Regions from separate parts of the Ovis aries genome. Here region 2 is linked to region 1. A link is a contact called in public Hi-C data. All regions are on one chromosome and are shown on one strand. Each heading gives the region's core, a stretch centred on a gene start, on an enhancer-like site or on the middle of the called end of the contact. The rest is flanking DNA. Distances are from core to core; before and after follow the strand shown.

Evidence for each region. A called contact is a pair of places that touch in the nucleus more often than the background predicts.
Region 2: a contact with region 1 is called in a Hi-C map of hypothalamus, with 3 times the contacts expected there. The contact joins two enhancer-like sites. A contact is called at or near these places in 4 of 16 Hi-C or Micro-C datasets (hypothalamus, skin fibroblasts and tail adipose tissue).

Annotation. Positions count from the first base shown.
Region 1 is chr12:24,467,707-24,473,032 of ARS-UI_Ramb_v3.0, reverse strand. The region is part of intron 2 of DUSP10 (dual specificity phosphatase 10); the gene reads left to right. Among named protein-coding and RNA genes, the nearest start is that of DUSP10, 8.0 kb to the left of the region's middle. Within about 2 kb of position 2,157, at least 15 of the 54 cell types and tissues checked have an H3K27ac peak or open chromatin away from gene starts, as enhancers often do. A contact at or near this core is called in hypothalamus, where this site is marked.
Region 2 is chr12:24,736,846-24,742,171 of ARS-UI_Ramb_v3.0, reverse strand. No RefSeq gene overlaps it. Among named protein-coding and RNA genes, the nearest start is that of DUSP10, 260 kb to the right of the region's middle. Within about 2 kb of position 2,466, at least 9 of the 54 cell types and tissues checked have an H3K27ac peak or open chromatin away from gene starts, as enhancers often do. A contact at or near this core is called in hypothalamus, where this site is marked.

The sequences.
Region 1 (5,326 bases), core at 908-3,407:
TGGTACAGAAGGGAAAGAGATCAATATTAGAATGCCCCTCTAGCTGCCCTTTCACCTGGGTAAACCAAAAGTTAATACCCTAACACCACTGAGGTGAAAATGGGGTGGATACCTCTGAGAAGACATGGCCAGCAAACTTCGCCTAGGTTCTTGAGTGGGTCTATCAGACCATTCTGATCTGGCTTTTCTGCTGAGGTTTATTTTAGTAGTCTCCACCCTTGGTGATGTAAGATTTTATTTTAGCAAGAGTAGTAGCGGTACCATTTTGGAAGGAATGGTTTTCGCAGGAAGATGTGGTGGGGGTAGGCGTGGGGGTTGGTTAGCATCTGGGGTAGATGCTTCTAAGGCTTCGGGAGTTTATTTTCAGAGATTTCAGTACAATCCCGGGTTAATTTATGGCTGACCCATCTGACGCTCTGGTTTCTGTTTGTAAACACTGGTTGCTGCCGTCCCTGTCCAAGTTTTACGTCCCCCTGTTTCACTGCCATGCTCTCCATGTTTGGTGCTGCCTGTCAAGTAGAGCGGCTGCTCAGACACTGTTTTAGTAATGCTGTGTCAGGTTGGGAAGAAACGGATCAGAGGCGCAGAAGCCCCTGGGATGAAGGGACTGTTCTAATTTACATTCCCCTCCCCATTGGGACCTTTGTCTGAATTTGTGTTTTATTCTCATCCTCCAAAGAAGAAATGGCATCAGATCTGTGCTTCTACTCCACCTGGTAAACCATGGTCAAATGGATACATGTGTAGAGACTTGCAAAGGCTTTGAAAGAATTATAATCTGTTTTACACAAAGTTGATTTTTAATGTGATTTTGCACCCAGCTGAATAAGGAGGCTAGACGATTCTGGGTTTTCCATAATGAGAGCTACCACCTTTCCTATGATGTTTGTAAGGTTCCCTTTCTTTTCGGCAAGGCTGGGTTCAGGGAAGTCATTTGTCATTTACCTATGTAGGAATGGATAGTCTATTATCACCTCCTCTTTAAAGACAATCTGTGTCTTTAAAACTTTTATTATAAAAGCTTTCAAATACAGAGAAACCTAGAAAAGAGTATCATGATCACCATATACCTAGTACCCAGATTAAACAATTGTTAATGTTTTCCCTCTCTGCTTTTCTCTTCCTTTATTGGTTGTTGAAATATATTAGAATATAGATAATGTTTGACTATATTTCAGTATGTTTCATGTTTAAACTTAATGCTTTCAAATTAAGAAAAGATGGGGATATTTTACAGTACTGTACAAACAACATTTTCACTCCTAAATATTGGTGTCATGTCCCTGTTGTTGACTTTTTCAAGCTTGGAATTCCATTTTGACTAACTGGCTACTGTTGAATCTATAGGGCAGCGCCCCCTACCCCATCAACACCCACGCACTCCCCCAGACTGGAAGGGATCTATAGCATTCTCTTCCACAGGAGTCTATCGGGTCCCATACCTGTACTTGCTCTGTGCTGTCACGAAACAAAGAGTTACTGACAGGTCTGCCTCTGAGTCAGTGGTATTTACTGGGGACAGGGCTGGCAGGGGATGAGTGAGTACCACTTCAGGAAGCTGATTCAGTAGCAAAAATCTGATCACAGAGAGAGGTAACTTTTTATGCTAGAGAACTTTCCATCAAAACTCCTGAAGTGAGCAACAAAGATGGTACATCCTCCCATAGTCACAAAGGGCTCTGAAGTCAATACTTGTAGGCAGTACTGAGTCTGATGACAAAGTGAAGGGCTGTGCTTAGACATCAGAGACTCTGAGGAAATGTGTTTTCTCTTCTGCATTGTTTTGTGGGAGAAACAAAAGTCTTCCTCTTGTCTGTCAGGGATGTTAGGATTTTTTTTTTAAGATATGTGAAACAAAGGCATAATCTATTTTCACAGGTTTAGCGTTGTGATTCCGAGCTTCTGTTTAACATCCAGACATACTGAATCTTAGCCGTGTAGCAAATGGAGGAGAGATTCAGGCAGGAGCAGGGGGCCAGCCTGTCCGAGCGTCTTGGCTCATGCCTTGCTAGCTATGTGCCCTTGGCCAAAGGCTAATTCCCTTACTTCCTTATTTTCCTTATTTTCAAAAAGGATGTAACAGCAGCAGTCTCCTGGTGGTAGTTTAGGTAGTAAATGAATTAATGTGTACAAAGTGTCTAGCACAGTTCCTCATACAGAGTGAACTCTCCCTCCGTGTAGCCCAGTAGTATTACTGTTGGTTGAACAGAAATGATGGTGTCAGTAAAACTGCAGTTTTGGCCTCTATTCCAAAGGAGTGCAAATAACAAGTTAGGTACAGCCGTGTGTGTGTGTGTGTGTGTGTGTGTGTGTGTGTGTGTTGCTATGGCCTAAAAATAACTTGATGACTGTTACCTAATTTAAGTAGCATACAGTTGGAGTGCCAAGTAATTACAAAGACATGTTGGGTCAGAAGGCCAGAGTAATTTCGGCATATCCTAGAATTATTTATTCAGTGGGGAATTTGTAAAAATGTGATGATAAATCTGTCCAACGAATGTCCCTTAACTAAATAATGAAAGTATAAAACTATTAAGCTTTGCTTTTTCTGGCCTCTCATCATGCTGATTTATTTTTGGAATAAGGATTGTAGTCTGACTATAAAAGGGGAGGTGGAAGGAGTGGGGAGTATGCTTCATTTTGAAAAGTTCTCGAAGCTTTGCGTTTTGATGAGATGAAAGGCCAGGGAAAAGGAGGGAATTCATGGAAAGGCCTGCTCATTTCTTTCAGTGAGTCTTTAACCTTCCCGCGAGCTGGTTCCGAGTTGCCTGTATCTTCCTTAAGCTTTTGGATATACCGTGCTGCTTCCTAGTTAGAATGTAAGTGAAAAGTTATTCACTGTGTGTTCAGCAGAGCTTAGCTCACTTTCACCTGAGCTCCAATCGGGACTTTGCCACTGACCAACTGGAGGTGTCCTTAGGCAACTCAGGTTACCACTCCAAGCCTGTTTCTCTTCACTGTAAAACAGGGATAATTCCAATATCAAGGATGAAAGACGATGTAAATAGAGTGTCTGGCACATAGATAGCTGTCAGTAAATTAGGCACCTGGGCTCTGCCCCACTACCCCCACGCCCTTTCAGAATCTCATCCATGAGACTGGGTGAGGGGGCAGCGGGATGGGAAGAAGGGATGTGCCCTTTCTAAGCACAGCCCTAGCTGCTGCTGCTGCTAAGTCGCTTCAGTTGTGTCCGACTCTGTGCGACCCCATAGACGGCAGCCCACCAGGCTCCCCCGTCCCTGGGATTCTCCAGGCAAGAACACTGGAGTGGGTTGCCATTTCCTTCTCCAATGCATGAAAGTGAAAAGTGAAAGTGAAGTCTCTCAGTCGTGTCCGACTCCCAGCGACCCCATGGACTGCAGCCCACCAGGCTCCTCTGTCCATGGGATTTTTCAGGCAAGAGTGCTGGAGTGGGGTGCCATTGCCTTCTCCAAGCACAGCCCTAGAGAGCATGTTAAGTAGGAACCACTGTTCTCACCCATTCAGATCAGTTAAATCAATCATCTGGCTTGCCAAGGACAAGTTCAGGAAACTCCTTTTAGATGAGAAAAAGCAGGGCAGAGGAAGGGAGATTCGGCAAAATTATAGGAACTGAAACATTCTCCAGACATAGCCTTGTGGTGTTCCTGCTCTCAGGAGCTGGCATTAACCTCTGACCAGGAGCTGGCCCTGCTTCCTTTATTCTAGTGTTAGCACCGACCAGACTATGCCTGGCCCAGCATCTCTGGGGAGCGCTAGTTTGGGCATAGTAATGTGTTGGTTTGCAGTTCCGAAGCAATTTGGTTCAAGCAGCTACAGGACACAAGAGGGGCAGCAGTTCTCATCCCAGGAGAAGCCGAGGAGAAGTCATCTCACCTCTTCTGAACTCAAGAATCCCAGGTTATAGAAGAGGAAGGAGGCTTAGAGGTCACTAGTCCAGGAACCTGCACTGCAGGCTGCACCTTGAAATCATCTGAGGCAACTTAAAGCCTGGGATGCTCTGTTCCCACCCTCAGTGATTCTGATTAAATTGGTCTGGGGTCCAGCTGAAGTATCAAGACTTTTAAAAGCTCCCAGGTGATTCAAACACGCAGTGAACTGGGACACCATCGATCTCATCGTCTTATTATGCAGTTGCAGAATTGGGGCCTAGAGAGGTTTATTGCTCGTCCAAGGTCACATGCATGATTAATTTCAGAGCCTTAGTGCAAAAATAGGTCTTTCCAGGTCGATAGGTTGATTGTGTGTGTGTGTGTCTGTATAAAATAATACATACATAATTTTAAAGATATATCTGTTTTAAAATCTTTATTGAATCTGTTACAATATTGCTTCTAATTTTTTTAACCCATCCATCTTGTTTATTAAGTTTACTATGTATTTTTTTTCCCCAAAACTTTAATTTTTTATTTTGTATTGGGGTCTAGCCAACTTAGCCAATTAACAATGTTGTAGTAGTTTCAGGCGAACAGTGAAGGGACTCAGCCATACATATACATGTATCATTCTCCTCCAAACTCCCCTCCCATCCAGGCTGGCACATAACATTGAGCAGAGTTCCACGTGCTGTACAATAGGTCCATGTTGATTATTCATTTTAAATACAGCAATGTGTACATGACCTTCCTAAAGTCCTTAATTATCCCTTCCCCTTGGCAACCATAAGTTCATTTTCTATGTTTTGTTTTTTTGGCCTCAAGGCCTGTGGGGTCTTAGCTCCTCCACCAGAAGTCAAACCCAGGTACCCTGCATTGGAAGGCAAAGTCTTAACCACTGCACTGCCAGGGAAGTCCCTAAAATAATATGTTTAATCAAGAATGAGATGGTTGGATGGCATCACTGACTCAGTGGACATGAGTTTGAGCAAACTCAGGAAGATAGTGAAGGACGGGGAAGCCTGGTGCGCTGCAGTCCATGGGGTCACAGATTTGGACATAACTTAGCAAATGAACAGCGACACAATCAATCATTTTGAGTATTGCTACCTTTGTTCTTGCATTTTGGGATTTCAGTCCGAAAGTATAAGGACTTAAGTCTAAGATATTTTGAAACCAGCAAGCTCATGGTCCTGATATTTACCTGGGTCCTAGAAATATGGAACAATATTAATGATTATTTGATCCCATCTTCTAGGGAATTTAATAGTTTCAGGAAGAGCTATAAAACAATTATCAAAATACACCCCTGTACCTAGATGTCTAAGGACTTATGTATTGGTTGGTTTCCCTGGTTATTAAACCCTTGTGGGTATGGGAGATTCATTCCCTTTAAAAATTTTTCGTTTTTTTTTTTTTAATTGAAGTATAGTTGATTTGCAATACAGTGTTGCATTAATTACTGCTATACA
Region 2 (5,326 bases), core at 1,217-3,716, 270 kb before region 1:
GAGTCTTCTCCAACACCACAGTTTCAAAAGCATCAATTCTTTGGTGCTCAGCCTCCTTCACAGTCCAACTCTCACATCCATACATGACCCCTGGAAAAACCATAGCCTTGACTAGGTGGACCTTTGTTGGCAATGTAATGTCTCTGCTTTTGAATATGCTATCTAGGTTGGTCAAAACTTTCCTTCCAAGGAGCAAATGTCTTCTAATTTCATGGCTGCAATCACCATCTGCAGTGATTTTTGAGCCCCCCAAAATAAAGTCTGACACTGTTTCCACTGTTTCCTCATCTATTTCCCATGAAGTGATGGGACCAGATGCCATGATCTTCGATTTCTGAATGTTGAGCTTTAAGCCAACTTTTTCACTCTCCTCTTTCACTTTCATCAAGAGGCTTTTTAGTTCCTCTTCCCTTTCTGCCATAACGGTGGTGTCATCCGCATATCTGAGGTAACTGATATTTCTCCTGGCAATCTTGAGTCCAGCTTGTGCTTCTTCCGGCCCAGCGTTTCTCATGACGTACTCTGCATATAAGTTAAATAAGCAGGGTGACAATATACAACCTTGACGTACTCCTTTTCCTATTTGGAACCAGTCTGTTGTTCCATGTCCAGTTCTAACTGTTGCTTCCTGATCTGCATACAGATTTCTCAAGAGGCAGGTCAGGTGGTCTGGTATTCCCATCTCTTTCAGAATTTTCCACAGTTTATTGTGATCCACACAATCAAAGGCTTTGGCATAGTCAATAAAGCAGAAATATATGTTTTTCTGGAACTCTCTTGCTTTTTCCATGATCCAGCATTAGAAAAATTAAATACATAAAAATGCTTACAAGATTGTTACAAAGAAATGGTGAATTATAAAACCAAAACTATGATAAAAATATCTATCATCTACTTGTTTTTTTTAATCTCTTTCTCTATCACATCTCTTCATTCCCTTAGGAAAGTTAATAAAATTAAAGCAAAGTGTTAAGGGTGCTTATCTCTCATATTAGTGTGTAGCTCTCTTACCTTTTCTTCAGTATATATTTACTTCAATTTCGAAATGTGCACTGAATATGTTACATTAATAACAAAAGAAGATTCAAAATTTATTGCAAGATAAAATAACATGCAGAACTTTGTTACCTGTGAATTAAAAAAAAATTATTGGCATATAGCTGCTTTAGAATATTGTTATTTCCTGCTATACCGCAAAGTGAATAAGCTATATATATACATATATCCTCACTTTTTTGGATTTCCTTCCCATTTAGGTCATCACAGAGCACTGAGTAGATAGAGTTTCTGGTGCAATATGGTAGTTTGTTGTTAGTAATCTTTTTCATATGTGTGTGTGTGTGTGTGTGTGTGTGTGTGTGTGTGTGTGTTAGTTGCTCGATTGTGTCTGATTCTTTGTGACCCCATGGACTGTAGCTTGCCAGGCTCCTCTGTCCATGGAATTCTCCAGGCAAGGATACTGGAGTGTGTTGCCACAGGGAAGTCCAGTAGTGTATATATGTCAATCCCAATCTCCCAATTCATTCCACCCGCAGAGACTGTCATCATACAGAGTGAAGTAAATCAGAAAGGGAAAAATAAATATCAGATATTAATGGATATATGTGGAGTCTAGAAAAATGGTCCAGATGAACTATGTGTTCTCTGATCTTATGTAAGAATTTTCAGCCTTTTCTGAGTAGAGGAAACTTTATACAGTATCTTGACTCAGCCAGATCAAAATTACCTTTCAGCTCACTTGAACTGCCTTTATTGATTGATTGATCAGGGATAATTGATGATGAGGAGACTGTTGGAGCCCAGATCCCTAGAGGAGAAGGTAGGGAGAAAGCAGGACAGTAGTCACAGCCTTGAAACAGCTTCTTCCCTTTTTCATTCTAGAAGAGATGGCAGGGTTGCCCAATCAGGAAAACACAAGGGCTTTGTATTCTTATGGGGCTTGCCTTTCTATGGGGTTGTTTCAACTTGTAAATATCCAAGAGGTTTTTTCTTAGCACAGTGTCAGCCCCAAGATGAAGCAAAGGGGCAGCAGAATCCAGAGAGGAGGGCTGACCCTCAGTCTTGCAGGCTGAGCCATTCCAGAACTGAGATACTAAACTTATGTGGTTCCAAGGCTCTCAGTTTCTTAAACCTCTGGCCAGTGGTGACCTTTTCTAAGTGTAGCTTGCACCCTATTCCCAGGCCTGCTCTACACATGGGCCTTTGCAGTGTTAATGGCACCATCTACTAAAGTATAATGTATAAACAGGACATTGCTGGTGGAGGGGACTTGGCAATATTTGTACCCATTCTCGAATCCTAGTTCTTCCCAAGGCTGCCCAGTTAATCTCTCTGGGCCCATCCTGCTAACCAGCTAAGTATACCCCATGAATGCAGTCCAAACCAAATATTAGACTGTTAGTCACACTGAAATATGCCTCAGTCATGTATATGGACAGTGTTTGCAGTTTGGGGTTATCCACATGATCCCAAGCTCATTATCACAGACGACAAAGAACCAACTGTATTCATAACCATGTGAACATTACTCACACGGGCTAGATTTTATAAGCAAGAAAAAACAGAGAAAGACCAAAATAAAGATGAAAATACATGGGGGAGAGGAGTGGGAGTCTGAGACAAAGGAGAAATTGTTGGGATTGGAAGGGACTGAAAAGGGCAGCCTGCACTTCCAACCCCATCATTTCATGGTTTCCCGCTCTTCATAATAAAGAGACAAAGCAGAGGTTGCTGGGGCAGGGAGCTCTTGCCCCAGGAGGAGCTGGGACAGAGACGGGACAGAGATGGGACCAGAACTCGCTTGGGTCCTTCAACTCTCTGTGGGCTGTGCAAGCTCCCCATTGCCCTTCTAAATAGTGGGAGGAAAAGACGTTGGGTGAGAGTTGAACGAGAGAAGTAAATTGTTTTTCTTTTAAAAAGTAATTTTTATTGAAGTACAGTGGATTTACAGGGATGTGTTCGTTTCTGCTGTACAACAAAGTGAATCAGTTATATATATACATACATCCCCTCTTTTTTAGATTCTTTTCCCACATAGGCCATTACAGACTACTGAGTAGAGGTCCTTGTACTCTACTTGTAGAGTAGGTTGTTATGAGTTATCTATGTTATATATAGTAATATGTTTATGTCAATCCCCGTCTCCCAGTGCGTCTCCTCTTCCTCCCTTGATAACTATAAGCTTGTTTTCCATATCTGTGACTCCATTTATGTTTTGTAAATAAGTTCATTTGTATCATTTTTTCAGATTCCACGCATAAGTTTTATTGTATATTTGTCTTTCTCTGTCTGACTTACTTCACTCAGTATGATAATCTCTAGGTCCATCCACATTGCTGCAGTGCTGTGATTTCTTTTTTTATGACTGAATAATATTCTACTGCATATATGTACCACATTCCTGTATCAATGGATATTTAGGTTGCTATCATGTCCTGGCTATTGTATACAGTGTTTCAATGAACACTGGGGTGCATGCATGTTTTAAATTATGGTTTTCTCCAGATATACACTCAGGAGTGGGTTTGCTGGATCATATGGTAGCTCTAGTTTTAGTTCTTAAAGGAACATCCATCCTGGTCTCCATAGTTGCTATATCAATTTACATTTCTACCAACAGTGTAGGAGGATTCCTTTTAATTCTTTGATGAAGGTGTGGATGAAGAATGTCACCTGCTGTATCAGTAAACAAAGGATGTTGCCACTACCAAACCATCAGTCACTGCAGCTGCCCCCAGAAGAGCATGCTGATGAAATTCAGGATGGGAACTCTCAGGATGCTGGCCCTAGATAGCTAAGGTGCACATCAAAAGAATGATTTCAATGACCCCAAACTCTTATATCATCTCTTCCATAGAAACCCGCTAAATTCATTAATTTGAGAGATCTGTGTTTCTTTAATTAATTATAATATTTTGATGTTTGAGTTTTTGTTGCAAAAACTCCTATATATACTGGCTCTTTCCTCATCTCTTTGGAGGAGTCCCTCAGAGGTGCCTGAGAGACTTCCTCCTGAGCTTAAGTCCCTAGAAAGTCTGCTGAATAAAACAATTCTCAACTTCTAGGTTGTGCTTTTTTCCCCCCTCTTCCGTTGACAGAGGTAAAGATGAAGCCAGCGACTTGATTTTCAAAATGAACAGGATATGTCATCATTTCTATTTACTCATCACTTTTGGAGACAGTGCAGCTGCTTATGAGTGGATCTACAGGTACCCTACTTTTTTCACATCTTGCCTCTGTCTGGGTTCCTTGGAGCCTCAGGATGGCCCCATTCTGATCTGTGCTGTGATGGTTCAGTGACATCACTTATCTGCTACCATCCCCTCGGTCAGCCCTCCAGATTTCCTCTGGCTCCACTGGGTGGCCTGGACTGAAACCCTGTCTTCTCCGAGGACAGCTGTGGCCCAAGCTCTCTTGTGCTGCTTGTCTCACACCATACAGTCTAAAGAGGATCTTATTCTAAGCAACCTGGCTCTCTTTTGTCTATCACGTGAATGCAGTTTTTGTCTGAGAATGCCACTGTTTTTCCTGACAATACTGGAAAGAGCTCTTCCTTCTCTTCAGAGGGTGTAGATTTGGAAGAATCCTGAGAAATTTAAATCAAGTTTCCCTACGTCCTTTGCAAAGGAGATTGGAATCCCCAAGAGGCTTTGACGCTTTAAGGAGAGGTTCTGCTTCTGAAACATCCTCCTAGGAAATTGCAGACCTTCAGGGCTGGATCTACTAAATTCATACCTATTATGTGGTTTCTAGGAGCTTAGCCAAGGGAACAAGGTAGGTAGCCTGACAATGCTTAGAATTCTAAGTACATGTGGGCTTTCCCAGGGCTCCTCTAGTCCCTGAAATATTACAGACAGCAGAGCAAGAGTTTGGTCCAAGTTTTCATCATTTCTGTTCTGAGCTTCTCATCATCTCCTTACTGCCCCCTCTCCCTAATATTATTAATGCTTCATCAATGCCTGAAAAAACCTCTTTTCCCATCACAGAAGCTTTAAAGGGAAAAATGGGATGGAGTTATTCCCATTTCCATGGCACCTCATGGCCTGGAGGGACACACGGGAGCTCTGGCTGTGCCCCCTCCCTAGTCCCCTTCTTAGGTCATTTCCTGACACTACCTACATCAGTTCTTAAATCCTGGCTGCTCACCCAATCTTACCTCTGGGACTTTGTTGATTTAGCCTCCTCTATGGATCTGGGGAAACTGTCTATTCTCTTCCAGGGAAAATCTTAGTGACTGTTTGAGACCAGATCAGAGATCCTGTCTTTGGGAGGTGTTGCATTAGAGTCCGGACCACATTGACTGGAGCACTGGCGCTCCCATGAACTA